3 separate regions of the Mus musculus genome follow, and all the other regions are linked to region 1. The links are chromatin contacts, called in public promoter capture Hi-C maps. All regions are on one chromosome and are shown on one strand. The core of a region is the stretch at or near the end of the contact, and the rest is flanking DNA. Distances in the headings are between cores, read along the strand shown.

Region 1 (4,711 bases), core at 1,284-3,783:
TAAAGACATCTGTTTATCTCTACTCCAACAGTGATTTTTAGCTTTAAACTGTGGAAACTTTTTATAGCATGTTAACTCAGTGCAGATGTCACCATTTGGGCTATTCATAACATTAAAGTGGAGACTACCATCAAAGAACACAACAGTCAGGAAAGATAAGCCAATGGGCTTAATTTTGAGCTATTCATCTTGGGAGAAATTTTGCACTTACAGGACAGGGTACCAAGAAAATGTTTTGCCTCACTCTGTAATTTGTCATGATAGTTCATTTAAATACACATGCCAACTCCTAACATACCCAGTAAGAAGAAAAAAGGATGTCACGGTTTTCAAATAATATTCAAGGTGCCAAAATATTAGCAGCACCAATCCAGACTTAAAAAAAAAAAAAGAAAAAGAAAAACCTACTCATGTTTAAACTAATGATATGAATATTATTTATTTATATTTTGACATAGCAATTTTTATGAATTCATAAAACAATTTATGAATGTCTGCTTCTTTCTGCAACAGGCAGTAGACTACTGGTCTTTCTCAAGGCTGCCCTGATAGCAATGGAGAAGAATGCATTTCCTAAAAGTACATCAGCTGTGAAAACACTACAGCAGGAATAAGGGCTAAATGGAAAACCATGAAGATGATAAGGGCTATTCCACATCATAAAGTTTTTATATATATATATACACATACATACATATATACACACACACACACACATATATACACACACATATTCATATATAAAATTTAGACAGGTTCTTCAGCATATTTTAAGACACAAGGTAGTGTGAAGAAAATGTGAGCTTTGGAGACATGACACTAAAACATTATAGATGTAAGCATGAGACAGTTCAAACTGACTGCATTTCAATTCATTTCTCTGTAAAATTCAATCATTTAATATATTAAGTATTAAGCAATATCCCAATATCAGCCATCAGTAATGAATAAATATTTATCATGTGGCAAGCAGAAGTGAGAATATACAAGGAGAAATAAAAAGCTTAAGATCATAAGTATTATGTAGACGAACATCAGAAGGTGGTTTCAAAGAATGAGCCACAATCGGAAAGCACACCATCCCAGAGGCCTGAGGACAGTAAGGGAGAAGGCCTTGTAGACGTCAGAGATCATGAAAAGGGGCAGTGTGAGCAAAGGTCCTGCGTGGGTACAGGCCTGGACTGGTTACAGAATAGCAAGAAAGGCAGCATGAGACAGAGTGGCTTACAGAGTCACAGAACCGAGGAAGGGGTGGATACTCAAGGCCCTTTAGGGTGATTACAATATGGGCACTGTTTTACCACAGTTTGGGACAAGAGGATTTAGGACATGGAGGCTGTATATGACTTCCATATCAGAATAAATATTTACCTCACAGAATTCTTTTAGAAGGACCAAATGCCATGTGTGAGGATCTTTTTAAGCTCGAAAGCACTGCACAACTGTGAATCAGGTTATCTGCCTGATTTTCTACATTTTAACATCAGACAGCCTTGGCAAATTCCTCTTCTGCATGAGTGGGAATACAAGGGCTACTCCATATTTCTATCACACTGGGTCTAATCTAAAAACTTAACTTGGATGTTTGTTTTACTACAAAACCACAACTGTATTTCAACGTGAAATGAAAATGCTCAATGTGAAAAGCCACCTTGCAGTAGTCAAACTAAGCAAGGTCTGCTGGGAAGGAAAACTCTTTTGCCTCGGACCTGCACTGCAAAAGACAGTTTGCACAAATGATAGTAAAGAGGCTCTTGTTAACGTAATGACAAAACCCAAATTTTTCCTTGTCAAATTCCGTAACTTTTGGCACACTCAAAATAAAGCACAGATGTGAACAGTAAAAAGTCCACTAGTAAATGTCTCTTAGGACAGTAAACAGAGCATCACCATGCATGTCTTAAGGAACATCACAGAAACTGGCAAGCAGGGCATTTAATATATGAGGGGGAAATATGGTAGATGATACATACATATATATGCTTCTATGTGTGTGTGTGTATACATATATGTATATGCATATACACACATACACATATATACATATACTTAAGGAATCTCTTCCGAGTTTTAGCCTGAGTCTTCTATTTTGTTAGTTTCATTTAATTTTGTCCTTCGCCCTATATCAGAACGTCTGTATGAAAAAAAGGCAATAATTTGTACTCAGCACCTCAATGCCACTTCTCAGCTATAGCTGGACGTTTCCATCTACGTCTTGCCAGCAACGGGAATAATCCTTAAAGCCTTGCATAGCAGTCTACTCTTAACTTGCCTTTTTCAAAAAATCCCATTTAACATAAACCAGAAGGGCTGAGCCCAGGCAAGGCCGGCTCGGACAGAGCGGGTGTGCAAGGCGCTATCCGCGCGGAGAAGGGCCACCCCAACTCGCCCGGTCAGAGCTGCCACGTTCCTGGCACTCCGCGTCCCAGAACCCCTCGCTCGGGTCTCCAGCTCCCGGCTGCCCCGAACTAGTTCTGCCAGCGTTTACCTGCTCCTCTGCTTCCGCCATAGCGCAGCCTGAGAGTCATGTGACATACCCGGAAATAGGAGAAAACAGCCCCTGGGCCACAGCCTACTGGGAAATGTAGTTTTTCCCGCACACTAATCTGGTTCCTTAGCCAGCTCTCATTTTTGCTCAACAGAGACACCACTATATCTATAATTAATGCTAAATTGTTATTTTGTTGTTGGTCTACGTTCTGTTGTTATTGTAGCATTAAGTTCTTTCTATTTCAGGCTCCCGTTTACAGTAAAATTATGAATTATCTCATTTTCTATTTCAGGCTCCCGTTTACAGTAAAATTATGAATTATCTCATTTAGTCCTCCCTGTGATCCCTCCTGTTACCGCCATTAACAGGGGAAAGGATAGTAACTCGGAGATTTCACTAAACTTACCTAAAAAGCCTAGGTTTAGAACCTATCCCTCTCCGAAGTCTAAGACTACTATATCAAATGTTCTTTAGTCTGATATGTTGTTGTGCCTGCCCACTCACTTTTTAAAGTGATAGTGACTATTTATATAAAAAAAAAAAAGTCTACAGTGGAAAGTGAGAAAATAATGTGTATTCCTGCAAAGATTTAGTATCTTGGTACATTAAATTGACATCTTTCATTTTAATTTAAAATTGAATTGTATAGATATTTTGTCTGCATGTATGTCTGTGCACACTTAGGAACCTCGTGTCCTCAGATGTCAGAAAAGCATATCAGATTCCCTGGAATTACAGATACATATATTTGAGAGCTGCCATATAGCTGTTGTGAATCAAATCTGGTCCCCCGTTAGAGAAAAAATAGCAACTGACATATGAATATAGAAAATTATAAATCTCTATTGTTTAATTGCTTCGTAACTCACATTGACTATCTTCAAGATACAATGTCAGATAATAATTTGTAAATGTAATATGAAAAACATCATTTAGAAAACTTGAGCTATCCTATGTTTCAGGACAAAGTAAACTATCTTTCCTATTCTGTGGGAATTCACTCATCTTATCCACTGATAGCCATTGTCTGTTTATTGTCTTAAGCAGCTGGCAACTCACAGAGGGCAGCACAGTTGGCAGACTGTGGCAGATGCCTCAGTGCCCTTTCGTTCCCTGTAATTCCCACTGACAGTAGCCTAGTAGGAAGTCATATTCTTAGTACTCAGCATTTCCCTTAGTCTCTAGATGTTGCTTTCTCAACTCATGGTCTTCAATGACCTGGAAGCCATGACGATGTCATCTTTCAGACTCTTGTCTTCTCCCAAGAGCCTTAATAAACCTCCAGCTCTTCCTGAGGCCCCTCTTCCAGTCTGCGCACCAAGCAGCTAATTTGGACACCCACAACCAAGGGTCCAAGGTCATGTCTGATCGAACAGAATTTTATATATGTTATTAAGCCACTCAGGCCCAAACAGCACTCATGGTGGACTTCAAGCTACTGAAAGACCTTGTTGTGAGAATTTTTTTTTAACTGGCAGGTGCCTAGACAATCTATCTCCTTCTTTCTAAGGTACCAATAACAAACCAAACTTCAGACCCATCAAGCTCCCCTGGGGAACCAATGAGCTTATTGAGCTTACAGAGCATGGGTGAAGGGCTACTGCCTGGAGCACAAGTGGCCCCAAAGCAACCACAATGGAAAGTTTTTACCCTCCCTGGCTGAAGACTTAACCATAACAATACATGGGTTTTCTTTTCCTTGTTTTCCCCTAGCCTAAGTCCTCTAACCTCTCACAGAAACTATGAAGGCACACACAATCAGTACAAAGCTGCATGAGGCTGGCTGTGATGAGAGATTGGGATGAGAGGCTGGTAAGGGTCCAGTGGCTCTCCCTACCTCCTCCTATGAAAGAATGATTGTTTACAAGCAGATGAAGATGGATATTGTTTGATTCAGAAGCTAGTGCTGTGCAACAAGCTCCTGCATAGCAGACACAGAGCAAGCCCTAAGTTTAATTTCCACGGGAAATAGAAGACATCTAAATCTTCTGTTCCTCTGATTGTCTTCACAAACCATCATTTTTCCTTTTCTCATTGTGAACTGGATCCACAGCATCTGGTGAGACTGGCTGTCTCCTGTTTTGATCTGACACAGACATGAAAGAGGAAGACAAAAGCAGGTTTATTACCATGGTTTTCTCCTTGTTTTACTGGTCGTTTCAATTTTGATGAGAATCAGTCATACCTAAAAGCAGTGATTCAGGGAAAGTCACCACTGAA
Region 2 (4,711 bases), core at 1,047-3,546, 4.8 Mb before region 1:
AGTCTGTCACAAACAAAAGAATTAGCAGGTGGTATCCACCAAAGGACTTAAACATTTCATAGTCAGTTATCATTATGATAACTGCAGCAAGAATAAAGTTTCTGGAAAAGGGATCAACCATGGGACTACAAACTTGAAACCATAAGAAGCTTCACTCATTCCCACTCATGACTGTGGAGGCTAATATCACAAATGTGGTTTTGGTCTTAACTCCAAAATATAATTACATCCTGAAAAACAGCAGATTATTCTCTGTAGTAAGGCTTGTACTATTTTGTAGAGATTAAAAACAGGCGATAAAAATCCCTAAGAGGTGTGAGAACAGTGAAACTTATGGCTTCGTCCTCTTCTCTCAATTTTGTGTTAGATAAGCAAATATACACACATACACACAAATGCACACCATTACTATAGTAACAGGTGAGAGATTACAGCCTCATGAGGTATTCTACAGGGAGACACATTCTTGGGTATTCTAATACCTAGAGACTTTCAAATCTACAGGAAAGGGTGGTTGTATAAAATAAAAATCAACCTGGTTGTGGTGGTCCATGCCTTTAATCCGAGTACCTGGGAGGCAGAAGCAGGTAGATCTCTGAAATTAAGGACTATCTACAGAGCAAGTTCCAGGACAGCTATGGCTACATGAAGAAACCAAGCACTGTTTCAGAAGGAAAATAATAGGGCTAATAAATAGGTAGCAAGAAAAGAAATATATAAAGAGAAGAAGGCAACTTTAGGCTGAAATAATAAGTAACAGGAAAACAATCATAATAGATGGGGAAGAAGACAAATTTAAGACAAATGTGCTCAAAATATCTATAAAAATTAGAGCTATCAATTTTATATCCCTTTCTGTTGACATTACATGAAGATACTGGCAACTTGGAACTCACATCCAAGTACAAAAGAGTATGTATTAAGTTCATTTTCTAAAATGGGAGCCTTTAAATATTTAAAAACCCCCCTCCCACTTCTCTCTCCCCTCTGTAACACCTTTTAACTGTGTGTGGAAGCTAAATAGCATCTTGCATACTTGAGGAGTATTCTAAGTCCTCGATTTTTTAGAAAAGCCCATTCTCCAATGTGCAAATACATCCCCATCTACAGTCTAGATAACTGAAACTGTGCTCAACAAGTTTCAGGGCAAGGTCAATGCAATTGGGATATGGCTGCTTCACTGGGGTACTTACTAGGCAGCAGGAAGGAATATGCTGAGCTGATGTCATGTCACACTTCACAGCCTGAACTTAGTTTCCCTTAAGTGACCTTTGAGTTCCTTGGGTGGGGGAGAGGAATCCACTGTGCTATTTAACCCCACTGTACTCACACTAGTTTTGGCATTCTGGTATGTACAGAGTGAGTGGGGTGAGGACTGGTGATTTTCTGGAAAGAAGCATAGAAAAGTTCTGTGGGGTAATTGGGATAAGCACATCCTGAGTACATGGTAGTTACTTTTGTTTTTTTGTTTTTTTGGGTTTTTTGTTTGTTTGTTTGTTTCTCTACCATTATCATAGAAACGTCTCACACAAGCAATAGCCAAAGCACATCTTCAAGATGGCCTCTCTCTACACAAGGATGGGGCTCAAACCAGTACTACAGAGGCTAAAAAGAAAACGGTGGCTACCGGTCATGAAACACAAAAGTCCTCCCCAGCAACAATAGCGTTTATTAAAAAGATTAGATCTTCAACTCTGAGCAAGTCTCCATCTTTCCAGGCCAGCCTGGTCTACAGAGTGAGTGCCAGGACAGCCAGGGCTACACAGAGAAACCCTGTCTCGAGAAAAAAAAAAAAAAAAAGGGAAGCAGTATATATTCAATCAATACTAGTGCCCTTTGTAGACTTGAAAACAGAGCTATGTGCAAGCCTCTGAGAAATGCAAAGAGCTTCATAAGTGAGATTTAATAATGCTTGCAAAATTTTAGAAGTTACATTTTCGTAAATCTTCCACCTAAAAGATAACCTTACTGTACTATATCCGGTTTTGTAGATAAGTGTATGGATAACAACCTCCTTTTTAAAAATGATGAGTGGCTGGGAGAATTATAAACTATCGGTTGTCAGAACCTACAAGTACGCTCCTGAAGGACACAAACTAGTGACTAAGAACTCCAAGAGAAAAGCGGAAAACTCATATTCCCCTCGCCACAGGGGCTGTGCCTTCCGCCTAGCAATAGGATTCAGCCAGTGAGTTAGAGGGGCGGATACAGAATCACCTTCCCGCCCGCGCCTTTTCAGTCCTCTAAAAGGTCCGCATTCGCCATATATATACCAGCTGTAGAGGGCGCTTAAGGAATTTCAACTCAGTGCTCCATAGCCATGTCTGGTCGTGGTAAGGGAGGAAAAGGCCTGGGCAAAGGCGGCGCTAAGCGCCACCGTAAGGTTCTTCGCGATAACATCCAGGGCATCACCAAGCCCGCCATCCGCCGCCTGGCCCGGCGCGGAGGAGTGAAGCGCATCTCCGGTCTCATCTACGAGGAAACCCGCGGTGTGCTGAAGGTGTTCCTGGAGAACGTGATCCGCGACGCCGTCACCTACACGGAGCACGCCAAGCGCAAGACCGTCACCGCCATGGACGTGGTCTACGCGCTCAAGCGCCAGGGCCGCACCCTCTACGGATTCGGCGGTTAAGCTCACCTGGAGCTTCTTTCTCAAAGGCCCTTTTCAGGGCCACCCACTTTGTCATAAAAAGCTGTTTGCATTTCTCGACTTGTAATTGTTCTGTCCCTAAAGTTCAAAATGGCGGCTGAGACTTTTCAAAAGGTAAATCTAGGCAATGAAAGTGCTTCCCCAGTAGTTTGTAGTAATTATAACACATCAAATCCAGACAAGGTCTACTGCTTTCTCCCAGTGCTTAAGCTGAGTCTTATTCCCTTGAAGGTGCTAAATACAAAGGGCAAAAGATACTTTTGAAGAGATGATGAACAAAATTCTTAGGCCTAAAGAGCTGTTTTAACCTGTGTGCTCTTTCCCCTGTATCCTTGATTACAACCCTAACGTTTCACTTCTGGGCTAAAGCTCAAGGCTGCCAGCTCTTCCTGACAACGTTGCTCCAGAGGGAAAACTCCATTACTAGTTAACAGACTGGTTCATATTTTTTAAGTGGCCTTATTACTTAGCAACTTAGACTTGTTACCCTGCTATGAGCCAGGCTTTCCACATTGAGAAGGATTCGACTACTAAATGGCTTGTTGACTTCCAAATTTACAGCTCCTGCTATACATGAGATCACAACCACTCCCGCAGTCAAAATGATGGGCCCAAAAGCACACTAGTGACCCTATATTCCTAACTTAGCAATATCAAGATTACATGCTTCCTGGCACACATCCTGTTTTTCTCATTCTTCTGTATGCTTTCTGGGTCCTTTTCAAATTATTTTAATGATGAGTTATCTTTTCCCCTGCAGTGTTTTTTAAGCAATTTTAAATAGTTTTCATCTCTTTTGTACAAAAATAAAATTTTCTTAACTGATTATCCTGCATCTAAAAAATAAAACCCAAACTCCTGTGTTTTATCTGACATCTGTCTTGCCTCTATGACCTCATCCATAACCATGAATTATACTCCCAACTAGACTGAACAACACATCTTTTCTTCCAAATGAAATTTCCATCTGTACACGTGTGGTTTGTTCTCATAAGAATGTAATGTCTTTTTCAACCTTCACCTTTCTACCTGAACCAAGTACTGCCAGTGCCAATTATAGAACCTAACACACAGCAATTACTTAGTATGAATAAAATTAAAAGCTATAAAGACAAAATTGACTTTCCTCTAAATATCTGCAACAATTAGATTTGATTAATTATTTGATCAAGAATACCCATATAACAGTTACAAACAAAGCCTTAGCTTTGGAGAAAAGTACCTTTGAAATCTTCTCAGCCTAGTAGATTTTAAACATAATCTGTAAACAATTCACCATCTAAAACTTACTAGAAAGAGCTTGCTTTCAGAAAACCTCAACTTCAGTTCTAAGCAGCAGGCTGACTCTAGACAAATCGCTTGCTTCTCTGTCTGAAGCTTTTCTCTGAGTCCACATTCTAGACATAACATCCACTTTTATGTTTGATACATCAATATTATTATTTATAAATTTTGTACAGTGTAGTGAAACTCAGTTTATTCCCCACAAGCCTAGACAAGGGCACACAGTACAAGAAGAAAATCTGAAAGTATCACTTAGAGTATATACTTAGTTTACTCTGGGTCTGATAAGGCAAACAGGACGGGCAGGCAACTAGTAAGGAGGGAAATGATGGTCCCTGTCATCTATTCTGGGTGTTAGTGTCTGCAGTGTCTGCCACCTATGTTTTTGAACTTGGTAAGCCATTTCACACATTACTATGATGTATCCTGCATAAAATCAATGGTACTGTTTAAGATTTATTTAGTATAATGACAAGCATTAGTTTACAATGGCACCTAACTCAAAAGCAAGTGGCAAAAAGGCTCTCAGGCAAGTCTTGAATTTGTTTGTTGCTTTGCATGTTTCAGGAGGCAGCTGGTGTTTTGTTTTGTTTTGTTTTGTTTTGTTTTGTTTTGTTTTGTTTTTTTCATTTTTCATTTTTTATTTTTTATTTTAATGCATGCAGCCAAAACAGCACATAATTGTTTTGGTTAAAAAGCAAAATACAATAGTTTTTACTGATACAGCATCAAGGTCTCTGCCTGCGTGCTGCAAATCGGTTTTTCTTAGCTACAAAA
Region 3 (4,711 bases), core at 1,178-3,677, 4.7 Mb after region 1:
TTTCCTCCAGTCATACCCAACAACAAGACAGATATATGCTTTCCCTAAAAACTTCACTTTGCCCTAAGACACTCACTTTTCACTATTTCATACAGGTTGTACATCTGTGACAAACAAAAAGGTTCCACCTCTCATACAACACTGGTTACATTTTCATTCATATGAAAGACAGGAACTTAGAAAATAAAAGCCAAGCCTCTACAGAGCCCCAAACTCAAAAAGAGGAAAAAAAAAAAAAAAAAAAAAAAAAAAAAAAAAAAAAAAACCTTTAAAAGGGTCTAAACTGCTTTGTACAAGAGACAAACACAAAGTGGCAACAGCATTTGTAGTCTACAAACAGAAGCTTTTGAAACTGTACCTGGATGCAGTCCTACAAAAGCAATCCTCACTGGATTAATTAAAATTTAAAAAAAAATTAATTAAATTAAAAAAAAAAAAGAATCCCAAAAGAACTGTCAAAAGTAGATGTCATTTACATTCTAACACTTCAATACACACGCTTTCCAAGCATATCTGAATTTGTAGTAGATTTTAAAGAAAAATTTTCCAGTATCAAAGTTCCAACAGTTAAATCTAGATATTTTCAGATACCTAAAGCTTTTCATACCAATATGAAAAAAAAAAAAAAACTAAAACAGCTGTGATTTATTCCATCAATACACAGACTACTTCTTAGACACATTTCTTAGAAGCTATTCTGTGGTCAACATGTTTACTTCAGTACAACCTGCCCATTACACACAACATATCTTAAAAGAGTCAACTCCAAGATCAGTACACCAACAGTGAGAAAAAGAAACCATACAGAAACCTAAGTCCCTAGAAATACAAGGCACAGCAGGCCAACTCGGGTTTCTTTAGGGAAGGAGCACCAAACTGCTTTAAACATCTTCAGTATTTTGCTTTCTGCTTAAAATTTACGGTCCCGGTCACATAATCAAATGACATTTCCTTTCATCATTGAACAGAGAGAGAGACCCACTACAGTTTCAATATTCAGGTTACTAGACCAGCTTTCCGTTTTACGATTTAAGACGCTTTAATGTGTGCAGTTGTTCCTTCGGCTCCATGCAAAAGGTGCTGTTCTGTTTGGGAAACCTGAACAGCTTGGGTGAGGTTATCTCCTAACTGACTCCATAACTTCGAAACACACAGCCTGTGGATGTTCGCTCCAGCTGACCCTGTCAGGGAAAGCTCCACACCGAGCCACTCCACACACACACACACACACACACACACACACACCTGCCTCTGCAAAACTCGCAGGCCTGCTACAGCCCCGACACTTCCTGAATTCGAAAGCCACTCAAACTGGCTAAGTGACGCCTTACCTTCATGGTGACTCTGGGGCCGCGATCCCCACGGCGACACCAGCTTCACCTGCACCTGGAGGGGAAACAAAGACACCGGGTCAGCACCACCGGCACCACCACCACCCCCGCCCCAGGCCGTAGGGGCGGGGGCGGCACCGAGCGGGGCCAGGAGCCCCGAGCAGGCACGCGCCATCCCACCGCCCCTACCGCCCCCACCGCCCGCCGCCCCATTGTCGCGACTCCACGGACTTTTCCCCCGTCCTCCACGATGACGCCATTTCTGTCAGAAGAAAACTCACAACAAGCCCAGGGTCCGGCGCGGCCTGAAGCGCGGCTGCGACCGTCCAAGCCTACGGAACCGCGATGCCCGGAGCCCCCGGACTGAGCCCTCGGTGAACCGGCGGGCCCTTGGGCTGCGGAGGCTCGGCCCCACAGCGTCCGCCCGCGTCCCGCCCGAGCCAAGGCCCACAAGTGGGAGCCGGGACCGGGCACCGAGGACATCCAGCTCCCAGCACGGCGGCCCGAGGCCGCCGGGCCCACGGTGCGGCCCGGGTAGGGCGGCTCCGGCTCGGCGCGGCGGGGGGCGGGGGTCCCAGGAGGCCGAGGCCCCGCTGCGAGCGCCGACTCAGCCCCGTTGCCATCTGCCCCGATGCGCGGCCCGGCCCGGAGCTTCCCCCATAGAAAAGAATGTCCCTACCTCGGGCACAGACGAGGTCTGAGCCCTGCGGCCAGAGCCCCCTGATCCGCCTCCCCCCACCCCCAACACCAGCAGGCCTGTGGGGAGAGAGAGCGAAGGAGCTGCGGGTCCGCCGGCGGCCGGGACTCCGGCTCCGACTCCTCCTCCTCCCGTGGCGGCGACTGGTACCTTTGTTTGGCGGCCGCTCCGGCTCCCTCGCGGGGGGAGGGGGGCGACAAAAAAATCCCTCTCGGACGGAGGTCCGGGCCCCGGTCTCACAGCCCTCCAGAGGAACACGGCGGCCGACCTTCAGCGGCTCCCTCCGGGCAGAAGTCCAGGCGGTGGCCGTCGCGGCGGCAAACTGCGGCTCGAGACTCTCCCTCCGCTCCAGCGCCCGAGCTCCTCACTCCGGACTCGACTGACGGGCAAACATCGCTTTCCCCCCTCTCTGGCCCCCCTGCCCCTTCTCCCCTCCCCTCGGCCCTTTGCCCCTCCCCTACCTCTTTCCCGGATGCCTCTCAGACGACCTAGGATTGGGTAGGATTCTTTGGAGCCCGCCTCTTCCAAGTTTCTATTGGTTTGAGCGATGCAAACAACGACGCCATTTACCCACCAGTTCTATGGAAACAGAAAGTTATCCCTCAATACTTTCTGGGAATTGTAGTCCAGTCTTCTAGGCCAATCGGTAAACTGACGGACATTAGAACTACCAAGACCGCAATGCCCACTTGCCTGCGTTCGACGAGAGAGGGGAGGGGAAGGAGGCGCGGCCATGAGGCAGAGGGGAGGTGGCATACGACGCCTGCGCAGTGTGATAGGGATGGCGTATTTTCTTGCACTGAGTGCTGCGGCGTCGCTGGCCGCTGAGGAGGGCAGAGATTTCTGTGTGAAATAGTGGGAGGGCTCCAAGGAAGCCTCTTGAAGAGCCGCAGTCAGAACAATAAATTGAGAAGTCGATGTGGGCACTGCTAGTCTCGTACCGGCGGCGGCTTCAAGTCTGAGATCATCGTGGAACCGTGAGCAACAGCGCGGTGGCAGGGGGGACCCGGATGGGGAGCGGGGGAGGGGGCGGTACGGAGGAGGAAGCAGTAAGGAGGGAGAGAGGACCCGGATGCTGACCCGGCTCGGAGTGACTGCCGGCCGGGTGCTGGGATGAGGGGAGGCAGAGGAGCTCGGAAAGAGTGGAAGGGCCACCGGTGCAGCGCAGGGAAGAAGCCCGCCTGCGAGCTTATTACAGCTATGCCTGTGTGGAGCCCTTTCTTTTCCTTCAGAGCCATCGCCCCCCGGGGCTTGGAGTCAAAGGTTCTTGCTATGCGCCTAACAGCTGAGCTCGGTGACCCATATCTGTGTCGCTAGTCTCAAGCCAGAGCCGGCCTATTTTAAAAAGAGAGAGAGATACTTTGCATGAAATTTTCAATATTGTATGAATGTTTGATGCTCAGAGTTCACCCTCTGAGATGTTAGAAGTCCTCATGTGGAAAGAGGGGATGTATAACTTCCTGAACGGAAGTCTAGTCAAAATGAAACCTGATAGGAGGACCTTTGGCTTCGAGAGGTATAGAAAGGTTTTCCTGAGAGTGTGAGAACTAAGCTTGACTCAAGAAGCCAGCCAGAGTTACTAAGGGAAGTCCCTAAAGGAAAGGAAACCTGTTTCAGGAAAAAGACTTCCCAGTAGGAAGAACTGAGGCCCAGAGAGGTGAGGTAGGAATTTTGATCCAGTACCCTGGAGACTGAAACAGGATGACCCTGTCTTCAAAAAAGGAAAAAAAAAAAAATTAAAAACAGTTTTTATCTGGTCCAATGGCCCAGTGAACAATAGGATATCTTGGATTCCTAACTTGAATTGCTAAAATGATAACGCACCCAAAAGAAGAGGAAATGCTTAGCATTGTGGTGGTGACAAGTGCTAAGACCAGCCTGATCTACAGTATGAGTTCCAGGCTAGCTTAGGCCACATAGACCCTGTCTCAAGAAAAAAGTATATAGAGGACAATTAGAGAGGCAGCTACAATTGCATTTCTACAGTGGAAACAATCTGTTTGCATAAATACTAATCTACTCTTTGAACAAATTGCTACGAGCTTTTCATTTTGAAAGTGGGAAAATGGTGTCAGATTCAGAGACATTCTGTAGTGACTCCATATAAAACTGAGCTTGTGCCCCTCAGCCATTATTACCTCTTAAATTTAAGTCTAGTACACGAGAAGCCGAAAAGTCTAACTGTGATAAATTGACAGTTGTGGATTTAAAAAAAAAAAAAATTTTTCAAGAGTGTATAGAACTCAAACTGCCTTAGGCTCTTAAGAAAAAAAATACCAAACATTGTTTCTCAGTATTCACAAACATTGAGTTCTCATGTTTACCCCTCCACTGATAATACTATGTGTAAATATTTTGGGGGAAAGAACATTAATGACTCACATGAGTATTGTTAATGTGAGTGAGCAAAGGGAAGAGTGTTTAATTCATCACTGGTAGAGAAATAGGAAAGATTAAGAAAACTTCAGAATTTAAAGGACTCTTAATTTCTGTGCAGACTGTCACTTGCTGTCGACTAAGAGGCAAATTCTTGAAAAGTGACCTCATTATTATAAGTTAGGTCAAATGTGTTTTCCAGGATGCAAACAAGATAGCAGCTGGCTTCTTGCTACCACTCTAGTTGAGAAGAGATGGCTGCTAGCCTTTGGACTTTACCCAAAACCAAAAAAAAAAAAAAAATTTT

What was found. Promoter capture Hi-C pulls out the DNA fragments that hold promoters and counts their contacts.
Region 2: a contact with region 1 is called in a promoter capture Hi-C map of cranial neural crest. The contact joins the promoter of H4c6 here to the promoter of Vps41 in region 1. A contact is called at or near these places in 2 of 39 promoter capture datasets (cranial neural crest and liver).
Region 3: a contact with region 1 is called in a promoter capture Hi-C map of pre-B cells. The contact joins the promoter of Arid4b here to the promoter of Vps41 in region 1. A contact is called at or near these places in 2 of 39 promoter capture datasets (liver and pre-B cells).

Annotation. Positions count from the first base shown.
Region 1 is chr13:18,715,114-18,719,824 of GRCm38.p6, reverse strand. It overlaps Vps41 (VPS41 HOPS complex subunit), which reads right to left and starts at 2,533. Exons shown (of 29, transcript NM_172120.4): 1 at 2,489-2,533. The coding sequence starts at 2,509.
Region 2 is chr13:23,549,253-23,553,963 of GRCm38.p6, reverse strand. H4c6 (H4 clustered histone 6) reads left to right here and starts at 2,296. Exons shown (of 1, transcript NM_175655.3): 1 at 2,296-2,678. The coding sequence starts at 2,321. The coding sequence ends at 2,632.
Region 3 is chr13:14,061,500-14,066,210 of GRCm38.p6, reverse strand. Arid4b (AT rich interactive domain 4B (RBP1-like)) reads right to left here and starts at 2,427. Exons shown (of 24, transcript NM_194262.2): 1 at 2,179-2,427; 2 at 1,332-1,386. The coding sequence starts at 1,337. It overlaps Ggps1 (geranylgeranyl diphosphate synthase 1), which reads left to right and starts at 2,723. Exons shown (of 4, transcript NM_010282.3): 1 at 2,723-3,005.